Regions from separate parts of the Mus musculus genome. Here regions 1 and 3 are each linked to region 2. Evidence: chromatin contacts called from public HiChIP or PLAC-seq and Micro-C data. All regions are on one chromosome and are shown on one strand. Each heading gives the region's core, a stretch centred on a gene start, on an enhancer-like site or on the middle of the called end of the contact. The rest is flanking DNA. Distances are from core to core; before and after follow the strand shown. Region 1 holds the start of Ifnar2 (interferon (alpha and beta) receptor 2). Region 2 holds the start of Olig2 (oligodendrocyte transcription factor 2). Region 3 holds the start of A930006K02Rik (RIKEN cDNA A930006K02 gene).

Region 1 (3,742 bases), core at 1,071-3,570, 150 kb before region 2:
GATGGTCTATCTCATTCAAACCACTACACACTGTTTTGGGGGGTGGAGTGGGGGGTTAGTGGCATAAAAACAGGTCATACATGATCAGTATGGACCCTGGCTCAGCCTGCAGTCATGATGGCTATACTTGAGAAGGGTGGGCAAAACACAGGCTCTGTGCCAGCACCTCTGATTTCATGAATGATAGAATACACTTTAGACGTTTCTGGAACCAGAAATGGCAGCATGAACAACTCTTCTCACTTGGTTGCCCGTTTTCAAGAACTTCTTAAGGTCAGTGCATTTTAATTTGGGTGACAGGTTAGATTAAAATATGAAGGCCAGTAATCAGAGAATATATTTGTATCACTGAATCTTCAACAGTGTGAATGTCTAGAGATGTAACAGGAAAATCAGTCTACTGAGGCTTGGTGTGGACAGGTAGGAGTAGTAGAATATTCATTTGGGAATTTGGGAGTGGTCTAATTTTTTTTTCTTTTCTTTGTTTGAGATAAGATCTCACCAAGCAGCTTACTCCTGCCTCTAACACAACATCCTTTCACCTCAGTCCCTTGAGTTTTAAGTGAGATTACAGGTTACTCAGTAGATGGAGGTATGCATGTTTTACGTCTGGTCTGGGGCTGTAGCTCCGCAGCCGACTGTTATCATTTATCTGATATGGTTGCACCACTACCACCACCAACCCAACAACAACAAAAAGTAGTTTCACTTCTAAAACAGTACCTCTTAGGCTATGGTCTTCCTAGATTTATTTTAGACACATTGTTGAGTAACTCAAACCAAACCTCAGAGAGCTCTTTAACTCAACATTAACTACTTAACTAAAACTTGCAGCCCTGAGAATCCAAGCCAGGAAATCCAAGACTACGAGGAAGGGGCACTACAACTTCAGCTCTCTTTAAATGTTCAAATAAATACAGGGGAAAAAACTTTAGAATAGTCACATCCGGGTTTTTCTTTTTATGATTTAAATTTGAAAAGCCACTTTTGAACAACAGTCACTTCCTGCGCCACACTGATGAACCTCATTAACGATCCCCAAATTGCTAGTGTGTTGGTGAAGTCGATGAAGCCATATTTGGTGTGACCTCTGTTACCCCAGTACCAGACCCCACCTCATTACTCTCCCAAGGCTGCACAGAAGGACTGACAGGCAAGGGACAGGGGACAGTAGGGCAAACTCAGTCTCTGGTCCCAATCTTAGCACCTTTCTTAGATGACACTTGGGCTATTTCCTAAGATCTCCTGTCACACAAAACAGGGACATAAAACAAACATTAAAACACAAAAGTTCATAGGTTGTCAAAGTTTTCCAGTAGAGCCATGTTAACCAAATAAATGGGTCAATGGGGCCAACGGTTTACCGCATGCACTATTGGCTGGCTTGGAATAGAAATGCAAGCTACCAATAAACTCAGTGCCTTTCCTGTATCCCATCCCTGCCCATCTTCTGCGGGCCACAACCCCTTCAGTGACCTCGTAGGAGCTTGAACAAACGATCCTGGGACCTTAGGTAGGTTTCAGGGCGCGCAGTGTGTGTGTGTGTGTGTGTGTGTGTGTGTGTGTGTGTGTGTGTGTGTGTGTGTGTAGGGGGAGGGGTGTCAGGACGCAGAACAGGACCCAGAGGCTGGAGATGATAACTAGCTTGGCAAGGCGTAGTGGATCCTAAGGAATGTGGACCCCCTAGGATCTGGCAATGGCTCGGGCTAAGGTGCCCCATGCACCCTCGGTGAGGCGACGCTGGTGGAGTGAAGGCAGAGAGCCCACAAAAACCCAGAGTTCACCAAAGGAACGGTGAAAGGAAGGCGCCCATGCGGGGGCCACGAGGGCCCCCCATACGCAGCTTGTGGGTCGGGGGAGCTAGAATCCTCAGACTCTCCACGGAAGAAAGGCAGGAAGAGGCGGAGTCCCGAAGAGGAGAATTGAAAAGGGGATTCCGGGAACTGGCAGCGGGGAGGCGGCCCAGTCCTACTGTCCGCGAGGCGAGCGACACCCATTCATGTCCCCGTAATGCCCGCAGTACAGTACCTGAATCGCCGGGTCTCGTGAATCCCCCTCTGGGATGTCCTGGGGCCACCTCCGAGCTGCTCTGGGCATCAGGCGCAGCTGCGCGCGGCTGGCGAGCAGTGGAGGCAGGCGGGAGCCGAGCCAGGCGAAAGGGACGGCGGCGGGATGGCCGGTGCCCCGCGACCCGAAGAGTCTCCGCTGGCAGCCTGGTTTCCCCTGGTCTAGGGCTAGACCACGCAGGCTCCCGGAGGCCAAGGGTTCCCAGCCGCGGGGTTAGCGGTGAACAGAGAACGAGGCGAGAGGCGGGGCCCGGGCGGAGCCGGCGACAAATGGGCACTTTCGCATCCATTACGACCCCACCCACTTCAAGTACAGTCCAGGGAGCCAGAGTTAACGGATCGGGGTTGTTGTGTTTATCGCTGCCTCCTTGGAGGACTAGGTAGTGCCTGATCCCTAGAACTAACTGGATACGAATGGGTTGGGTGCCTGGCCTAGTGATGCGGGTGTGTACTCTCTTCTTCCAGGAAGGCCTTGGCAGGAGGATCTCGAATTCAATACCTATCTGATACAGAGCAAAATTAAGGCCAGCCTGGGCAATGTAGGGACACCCTGACTCAAAATACAAAGGAAGAGGGGTCTGGGCAGAACTGAGTGTCAGAACGCTTGTCAATCATGCTTCCCTCTCTTCCCCTCCCCTCCCAGTCCTCCCTCTTCTCTCCCTCTCTCATCTTGTGCTTACTTGTTTTTAAGCTCCTCTGATTATAATTTTCCACACAGGACACAAACAAAAATTATAAATACCATAACTCATTGCCTGCTTCTTCTTGGGTCTTTGCTTACTATTCCCCAGGGCCCTCTCTCAAGACCAAACGATTTTTTTTTTTAAGGATTTATTTATTATTATATGTAAGTCAGACACTCCAGAAGAGGGAGTCAGATCTCGTTACGGGTGGTTGTGAGCCACCATGTGGTTGCTGGGATTTGAACTCTGGACCTTCGGAAGAGCAATCGGGTGCTCTTACCCACTGAGCCATCTCACCAGCCCCTTTTTTTGGTTTTTCAAGACAGGGTTTCTCTGTGTAGCCCTGGCTGTCCTGGAACTCACTCTGTAGACCAGGCTGGCCTAAAACTCAGAAATCCGCCTGCCTCTGCCTCCCGAGTGCTGGGATTAAAGGCGTGCGCCACCACGCCCGGCTAAAGACCAAACGATTTTAGAGTAAGGAGAAACAATCTTTCCATACCTACTTAGGAACTGACATCCCTTGTCTTCCGAAATGGAATACGCGGGAGCTTTCTGTAGCGTATGCACAGTCTAAGTATGAAGGTGGAAGTTCCAAGGTGGAAATGCTAATGGAAGTCTGTAAGAGGAGGCGTGGCAATGATGCCTACCTGGGCCTGGATTCTCACTTTCAGATCTCCGAGGGAAGAGAAGGGGAGGTAGTTCACAGTTTATGTAAAGGGATTTTCTTTCCGTTAAAAAGCGTGTGTATGTGTTTTCCCCCTCTTTAAAGACAAGATCTCTTTGTGTGTCCAGCTGGCCTGAAACTTAAGATCTCCCCGCCCTACCCACCAAATGCTAGAATCACCATTCCAGAGCCACCATATGCAGTTTAAGAGAACAGTTTCATCTACCAGGACTGACAGTTGCTGAGTCTCTCTTTCTGGGCTGACCTGAAGAGGTTTCCACCACTTATGTCACACTGGCAGAATTCCTACCAGTCTCATGAATTTGAAA
Region 2 (4,107 bases), core at 815-3,314:
GCCTCCCAGACCCTTGGAGTGTTCAGCCAAAGAGTCAACCAGGTTCTGGAACGAACGCATCTCTCCATCGCTTCAAATGCTCCCATTGCTTCGGTTCCCATATATTCGACTCCCCATAATCCCCTAGGCCCAGCCCGTGGTCCAGCTCCCCTTCTTGCAACAGAGCCCCGGAGCCCCAGCGCTGGCCTGTCCGCGCTGCTCCGCAGCCCTTGGCTCTCCAGGACGCACCCCCGCTGGCCGGCTCACTTGGCGTCGGAGGTGAGGCGCGGCAAGGTGCCGGCGCCCATAGCCGACACGTGGTGGTGCGGCGGCGGCACCTGGCACATGCTGCAGGGGCACGGCATGCCGCCCCAGTGCTGGAAGCCACCGCTGCCACCGCTGCCTCCACCCCCGCCTCCGAGAGGGGCGGCTGCGGCTGCCGACGGTGACTTGAGCAGGCCGTGCGGAGGCCGGATGGATCCGACCGAGGACAGCCCGGAGCCCGGTAGAGAGGCGCTGGACACCGCTGCGGCGGCGGCGGCTGCGGCGGCGGCGGCGGCTGCGGGAGGGAGGATGGGGTGGTGCACGGCCGGGTGGTGCGCGGCGTGCGCGGCGGCCGCGGGGTGCGCCGTGGCGGTGGGTAGAGGCGCCGAGTGTGCCAGCCCGCCACAGGCCGATGGGTGGAAGCCGGCGTGGTGACCCCCGTAGATCTCGCTCACCAGTCGCTTCATCTCCTCCAGCGAGTTGGTGAGCATGAGGATGTAGTTTCGCGCCAGCAGCAGCGTGGCGATCTTGGAGAGCTTGCGCACCGACGGCCCGTGCGCGTAAGGCATGACCTCCCGCAGGCCGTCCATGGCGATGTTGAGGTCGTGCATGCGCTTGCGTTCGCGGCTGTTGATCTTCAGGCGCAGCTGCTGCAGCTCGGGCTCAGTCATCTGCTTCTTGTCTTTCTTGGTGGAAGACGTGGCCGCCGAGGACGTGGACGAGGAGGTGCTGGAGGAAGATGACTTGAAGCCACCGCCGCCCAGTTTGTCCCCGGGATGCGCGCCTGACGCGCCCATGGCCCCTCGTAGCTCGGAGCTCAGCTCTGGCGGGCAGTCGCTCGGCGTGGACGAGGACACAGTCCCTCCTGTGAAGCCGCTGCTGCTTCCCCCCTTGCTCCGGGCGGGCAGAAAAAGATCATCGGGTTCTGGGGACGATGGGCGACTAGACACCAGGCTGGCGTCCGAGTCCATGGCCCCAGGGATGATCTAAGCTCTCGAATGATCCTTCTTTTTTCAACCTTCCGAACTTGAGGAGAGAACCAGACAGATACACAGACACAGACACACACATACACAGAGACAGACAGACAGACACACAGGGTGTGGAGAAAGAAGTGAGACAATCGCCGTCCCCGCCTGCACGGCAGCTCCAGGAACCCGCAAAGGTGGTTGGCATCTACGCCGCGGCAGTCTGGCCTTCTAGCAGCCCGGGGCATGCAAGTTATCCTAATCTCTCTCCTCCCCACTCATCCACCGGTTACTTTATTTCAGGGACTTCTGGGTGGCCCTCAATGAGGGACATTCTAGAGGTTTTATTTCTTCAGTCCGGCCTGGAATAAATGAGGACTTTTCTCTGGACCGGAGATCTGAATAGAGAAGTATTTTCTATCTGGTGCTCAGACGCATCTGCCTTTAACGCCATCTACACACGCAGCAAACGCCGGCAAGCGTGAACACACGCACTGGCAGCCCGCATTGGATTCACTTTCTAAGCGCTGGTTCTACGACCGCGCGGCTAGCTTGCGGACTCGCAACAGGAGTTATTGGAGCCTGGGATGCTGCGGTGAGTGTAGACACCCAGGCAGTCATTAGTACCTATTGGGGCGGGATCTCGGCCAGTAGGCCAGCACTGTAGGGTGCATCCTAAATCCTAGCCACTTTGGAGAAGTCGGTCTTCGGGGTTTAGGCTGGAGCAGTTAAGGGGCGGGGACACTTACTGTGAATTAGATTTGAGGTGCTCGCTGCGGAGGAGAACCTGGCTCTGGGCGCTGGTGTTGGCTCGGTCTGTAATAAGCATCCACACCTTTCGGGGTTCCGCTGGTTTTTATAGCTGGGTGGAGGCAGCAGCGACGGCGGTGGCGGTGGTCCGGGCGGGGGGCGGGAACAATGTGCTTTTCCTGGAGGGGCAGAGGCGCCAATGAGCTGGGCCGGCCCGAGGGGCTGCGAAGCTGATGTCACCCGGCTAATTCCGCTCAATGAAACCCGCCGGGCCCGGCACACGCCTCCTCTCAGCACACAGCCAATGGGCGCCCGCGGTAGAGAGATTCGCGAGGAGGGATGGGAGGAGGGACCTGGGCAGGGAGAGGAAAGGGCGAGCTGAAGAAGCGGGTGGGCTAGCGGGGCTGCTAAAGAAGTCTGGGGACCCTGGCAGAGAGGGAACGCCTGCAACTTTCAATATAAATATTGTCACTGTAGCGTCAGGCCAGGGTACGGAGTGAGACGGGGAATCTGCAAACTCGTCCGATGGCCAACCAGTTCTATGGCTGAGAATGAACACCGAGGTTGCTTGCCACACCTGGAGTTTTTGCTAGCCCTCCCGCCTCCTCCTGTTTCCCGCTGCCGACCTATCGAGTGATTTTCATCAAACTGTGACCATTTGTGGTTGCATAAGAAAACACTAGCGGCGCAGAAGGCCCCCACTCCCTTAGCTCCTTTCTACTTAGTGGCAGTTGCTGCAGCTTTGGGGACAGGCGGTAGCGCCCCCAGGTGGGGGCATGGCCTTGGAGAGCACGGGGCGGGCAAGGAAGCAGAGAAAGGTTCTTAGCACTCTGGGAAGAAATCGCAATTCATTATAAAGTTTAGATTGTGTAGAAGCTCCGGAGAGCTATTTTCAATACAGTCAAAGCGCCAACGCATCGATGGTTAACGACTTCCACCTCATTCATTTTCAGGGAAACCCAGCCACTGAACTTCCAACATCTTGGTGCCCAAGCCTTGGAGTAGAGGCAACATTATTTGCAAAGAATTATCGGAGGCTCTCCGCTGTGGATGGGAGTTGATACTTGAAACACACTCCTAGCTGCCTTGGGACGTCTTTTATAGGTAGCAGCCTCTCTCTCTCTCTCTCTCTCTCTCTCTCTCTCTCTCTCTCTCTCACACACACACACACACACACACACACACACACACACATACAAAGCTGAGAAACTGGATCTGGGTGAATTGCCTGGGGAAGTCTAGAGATAACTATACACTCACCCATTTTATGGAAGTGAAAACCTAGGAATTGATTTCAGCAAGCCTCCAGGAGAAAATACGGCCAGGCCCATACAGGTGACCCTGCCTACCGTGGATGGATGCGAGCAATTGGCAGTGCCCAAGCATGGGGGCAGTAGGTTGTATCCCCACCCCCAACTGTTTCTCACATCCGGACATTTCCAGCTCAAATGCGTTTTGTTTGTTTGTTGGGATATTTATTTTTTACAGATCTCGGGTGCTACCTCTCCTCCACCCCCCAAACATAAGCGCCAATTCCTTCTCACGGAGTTTTAACGGTCTTTTCTCGTTACTTCTCATTGCTTGGTATTTGAATTCGCATATGTAGTTTTAACAAGCAAGCAGACAAACAGTAATTGGTCTTCTTGTAGCAAAGTCAGAACAGGCATGAAAACTCAGGCGATTGCTCCTCATTTCGTGCTAAGTTCTCCCCCGCCCCCCCCCCTGGGGTCCACCCTCGAGTGTCAGTGGGCTGGCGCGTTTGCCCCTCATCTCGTGCCTTCTGAAGCATTGTTTTCCGACCCGCGTGTTTCCCAGCTGGCTCTGCAGCCATCCGTTAAATATGTATTTAAAACATGAAGAATTGAAGCGTGGTGATAATGTCGCCCAACGGTTATGAGGATGACCCATAACCGTTCAATTAGCAGAATCTGTCACACGGGGCTTGTGGTGGGGATTAGGAGCTTGGGCATGTGAGGACCACTCTTGGGCCTTCGTTGGCAAACCGCAGAGAGGGCGTACGTGGGGGTGAGCTCTGTGGGGCCACCAGCTGGGATGTGGATCTCCAAAGTCCCTAACAAACCTCAGGCGGTACAATATGCGGGAGATAGGTTGCAGCCACCCAGGCTAGTGTGACTGCCCGGAGCAT
Region 3 (3,708 bases), core at 1,123-3,622, 240 kb before region 2:
ATGCTGTAGATACAATGATACTAAGATGCTAGAGATACAAGAAAGAGAGAAAAATGAAAAGTGGAGACAAACCTGTGAAGGGAAATTAGAAAAAGTTTACAAATAAGAATGTACATACTAAGATGATTTAAAAAAATTGAAAATATGAAAATTGGAGACAAGTCTTTGAAGAAAAATAGATTATATATATATAATTGAGAAAGACACTAAGATAGAGACAAAGGAAATGAGGCCAGAACCTATATCACCACCCATGGAAAAGGGCAGTCTGTATCTGTTTAAAAAAACCAAAAACCAAAACCATAAAATGACTTTCCCAGCCCTGTTAAGGGAATTAGGAGGAGATGAAAGAAATCCACAGTTATCAAGAGTTTGGGTGGCAACCTAGAGCGACACAAGATTTTAAAAATCAACACAAGCAAGTCTGGGAAAATGGCTCAGTCAGTAAAGTGTGTACAGAAGTCTGAGGAGTCACTTCCTTAGCCAGGCATAGTCATGTACCCACAAGCCCCAGGCTGAGGAGATGGAGACAGGAGGATACCTGGCATTCACTGGACAACCAGTTCAGCTGAATTAATCAGCTCCAGGTTCAGTTAGGGACTCTGTCTCAAAATAAATAAGATGTAGAACAATGGAGGAAGACGCCTGACCTCTGACCCCCACATCCGGGTGCAAAGCAATGTATACAGCTGCACAGGAAAACACGCAGGCACAAACACTAGGGCACAAAACAACACCAACAGCCCAACAGTTGCTAAGCAACAACGCTCTCTCCTCTGGACTGACTCTGAAGGAAGGACATTCTTCTGCTAAGCCAGAAACTGGCTGTACAGTGTGAGTAGGCGACTTCGTCTTTCAGTGCTGCAGCTTCCACTCCTGTAAAATGGATAGTAGCTGAACAGAGAGCTAAAAGTTTAACTAGTTTACGCTTTTAATGACTGGTGTAATCGTTAACTGGCTGAAAGTTAAATGAGTTTACACACTTAATGACTGGTGTAATTGTTAACTGGCTGAAAGTTAACTTAGTTTATACACTTAATGACTGGCATAACTGTTAACTGGCTGAACGTTAAATTAGTTCATACACTCAATGACTGGTATAATCAAGATCCTATCAGACGCGCCACCTGGCCATCCACTTCAGCATCTTTAATGTAGTTCCAGGAGACAAGCTCACATCACCCAGCACAGGGTATGGTGCTCCTGAGCCGCTTTCCTCAATTACCTCAGTGTTGGATTGCAGGCGGGTGCCACCACATTTTGAGTCATTTTTGTTTTTAATTATGCGTGTGTGTGTGTGTGTGTGTGTGTGTGTGTGTAAGTATATATACGTGCAGAGGTCAGAAGATCAGATTTTCCTGGAGATGGAATTAAGAGGCTGTAGAGCACGGGTTCTCAGCCTGTGTGGGTCTCCATCCCTTTCACATGGGTTGCCTGTTATGATTCATAACAGTAGCAAAATTACAGTTATGAAGTAGCAGCAAAATAATTCTATGGTTGAGCCTCACCGCAGCACGAGGGACTGTATTAAAGGGCTGCAGCATTAGGAAGGCTGGGAAACACTGCCCTAGAGTTAGCCACGACGCCAACAGCAGTCCTCTGAAAGAGCAGCAGCACCAGTGAGCCGTCTCTTTAGCTCCTGAAAATTAATTTCTCAATGTACACCCTGCTCAATTGTTAATTTTACATGAACATAGACATAAAACTCTTTTCACCCTGAGCTGAACATAAAACTTTCCAAGAACAAAGGTTCCAAAGCAACCCCCTGGGCTGTGTCACGCTGCTAGCATGAATTCCACCGTGTGCCATCTTCAGGGTGAGACCTGGGGCATCACTTACCTCCCTGAGAGGAGTCGGAACTTATCTCCAGGAGTTCTGGCTGGGATGCCGGGCTGTCTTTTTTGGTTTTATTGTTGTTGTTTGTTTGTTTGTTTTCATCACTATGAAGAGATCTCTCTTGTCTCTCACCCTTAGAGCAGTCGCCATTCTCCCGATGTAATTAGCCCAGTGGTTCCCTGGCTTATTTGTTATTGTTTTGTTAGCCTGCTCGACTGTTAGGAGTGATACTCTCATCTCACTCCTCCGTTAACCCGGGACAAACCGCACTAGGGCTGGAAAGCACATTTCTGCTGCTCTCTGGTCTCCCACCCACCAGCCATCCCAGGCTCGGGCCCGGGTCAGAATCCCAGGCTGGAGCAGAGCCATTGGGCGGGCGTCGGGGTGAGAGCGCTGGACTCAAGCTACCTGCGCCCAGCAATTACTCCCCGTTGCTCGGCCTTCGCTCACCTAAGGCTACGGGCAGAACCCGAGGTGCCTGGGCCAGCAGCACCAGAGACGCCGAGCCTACGACAGCCCTACCTCTTACGTCTTCTGTCACTTCAAGTGACGCGCCAAAAAAAATCCTTGGCCCATTGCAGCCCTCCTAGCAACACCCTCCAGCCCGGGCTCTGCCCTTCGGGAACACCCCATCTATTTGCTCCGCCCCCGTCCCGCCCTCCGCTCAGGCCCCACCCCTCGATGAAAGCTCCGCCCCCTCTGCAAAGGCCCTGTAGTATGCAGTCACTGTCCTCTTAATTTCCGTTTCCTGACAGGTCATGACCCTCCCCACTTCCGGAAGCCCACCGTTAATTGTTCCAACAGCAGAGGCGAACTCAGTTTGCTGCTAGAGCGCCTGCTCAGAGTTCCTGCACTGAGCGCTTTCGTTTCTTGGTTTTGTGTGTGTGTGTGAGCTATGGCTCGTTCCTCAAGGGCTCTCTTGGAACCTAGTGTGGGAACCCACGGGTGCCGGGCACCCTCGGTGGTATCAGAGAGGCAGGTAATTTCCAGTGTGCGGAGAGGTGACATCCTAGGGGCTGGGGTGGTCTGAGATTATGGTTCCCTGACACCTATTCGTAAAGAGTTCGAGCCTGCGTTTGAGAAGGTTATTTACTTACATACCTCAAGACTACGCTATGGAAATAAAATTTAAAGATGATGGATGAGGACATCGGCAGCTTCTGGACAAGCATGCATGGGATCCTGGGTTCAATACCCCGTGGCAGCAAAAATGAAATAATTGAATCGGGCATGGTAACACATGTTTGTAACCTCAGCAGGTAGTTAGCAGGGTGCCCCCATTATATTGGGAGTGGAGAGCCAGCCTGGGCTGCCAGAGAATCAATCTCTCTCTCTCCCTCTCTCTCTTCAGATCTTCTTAGGGTTATTATTGCAGCTATGACAACTGTTGTTAAAACAAGACAAAGAGGCTCAAACCCAAGCTCCTTGAATGACAAAAACGAAAGAATCAACCCCCACGACTGTTTGACTCATGAAATGAACAAGTCCTAAAGATCTGTGGATCCAACAGTTTTTGGTCGTGGCTACTAAGTCATTGGGAAGAACCTTACCAGTGACACATACTTAAGGTTGTTAAAGTTTCTATTTCCCACTGTCCAAGAGTTCTTGCAAACTCGTTGGAACAGTGTTTCTCAACTTTTGGCTGGAGATCCTTATTCAAAGGTTACCTAAGACCATCTGAAAAGAGGTATTTACATTACAATTTATAAGTGTAGCAAAATTGCAGTTATGGAGTAGCAATGAAAGTTTTATGGTTGGGGGGTCACCACAACATGAAGAGCTGTATTTAAGGGTCACAGCATCAGGAAGGTTGAGAACCTCTGAGTTAGAACAACTGATACAGGGATCTATAGCTAAACAATATGAAGAGAG

What was found. A called contact is a pair of places that touch in the nucleus more often than the background predicts. HiChIP or PLAC-seq counts read pairs in DNA pulled down with a chosen protein or histone mark.
Region 1: a contact with region 2 is called in an H3K4me3 HiChIP or PLAC-seq map of embryonic stem cells, with 20 read pairs. The contact joins the promoter of Ifnar2 here to the promoter of Olig2 in region 2. A contact is called at or near these places in 3 of 39 promoter capture datasets (all in embryonic stem cells), 1 of 484 Hi-C or Micro-C datasets (embryonic stem cells) and 11 of 115 datasets of contacts at active chromatin or transcription factors (the SCID.adh cell line, acute myeloid leukemia, embryonic stem cells and 1 more).
Region 3: a contact with region 2 is called in a Micro-C map of embryonic stem cells, with 2.0 times the contacts expected there. The contact joins the promoter of A930006K02Rik here to the promoter of Olig2 in region 2. A contact is called at or near these places in 8 of 484 Hi-C or Micro-C datasets (the HL-1 cell line, embryonic stem cells, granulocyte-monocyte progenitors and 1 more) and 1 of 9 other capture datasets (embryonic stem cells).

Annotation. Positions count from the first base shown.
Region 1 is chr16:91,371,361-91,375,102 of GRCm38.p6, reverse strand. It overlaps Ifnar2 (interferon (alpha and beta) receptor 2), which reads right to left and starts at 2,320. Exons shown (of 9, transcript NM_010509.2): 1 at 2,029-2,320. It overlaps Gm36587 (a long non-coding RNA gene), which reads left to right. Exons shown (of 4, transcript XR_876244.2): 1 at 1-1,513.
Region 2 is chr16:91,223,507-91,227,613 of GRCm38.p6, reverse strand. It overlaps Olig2 (oligodendrocyte transcription factor 2), which reads right to left and starts at 2,064. Exons shown (of 2, transcript NM_016967.2): 1 at 1,961-2,064; 2 at 1-1,269. The coding sequence starts at 1,214. The coding sequence ends at 243.
Region 3 is chr16:91,463,768-91,467,475 of GRCm38.p6, reverse strand. A930006K02Rik (RIKEN cDNA A930006K02 gene) reads right to left here and starts at 2,372. Exons shown (of 2, transcript NR_077219.1): 1 at 1,840-2,372.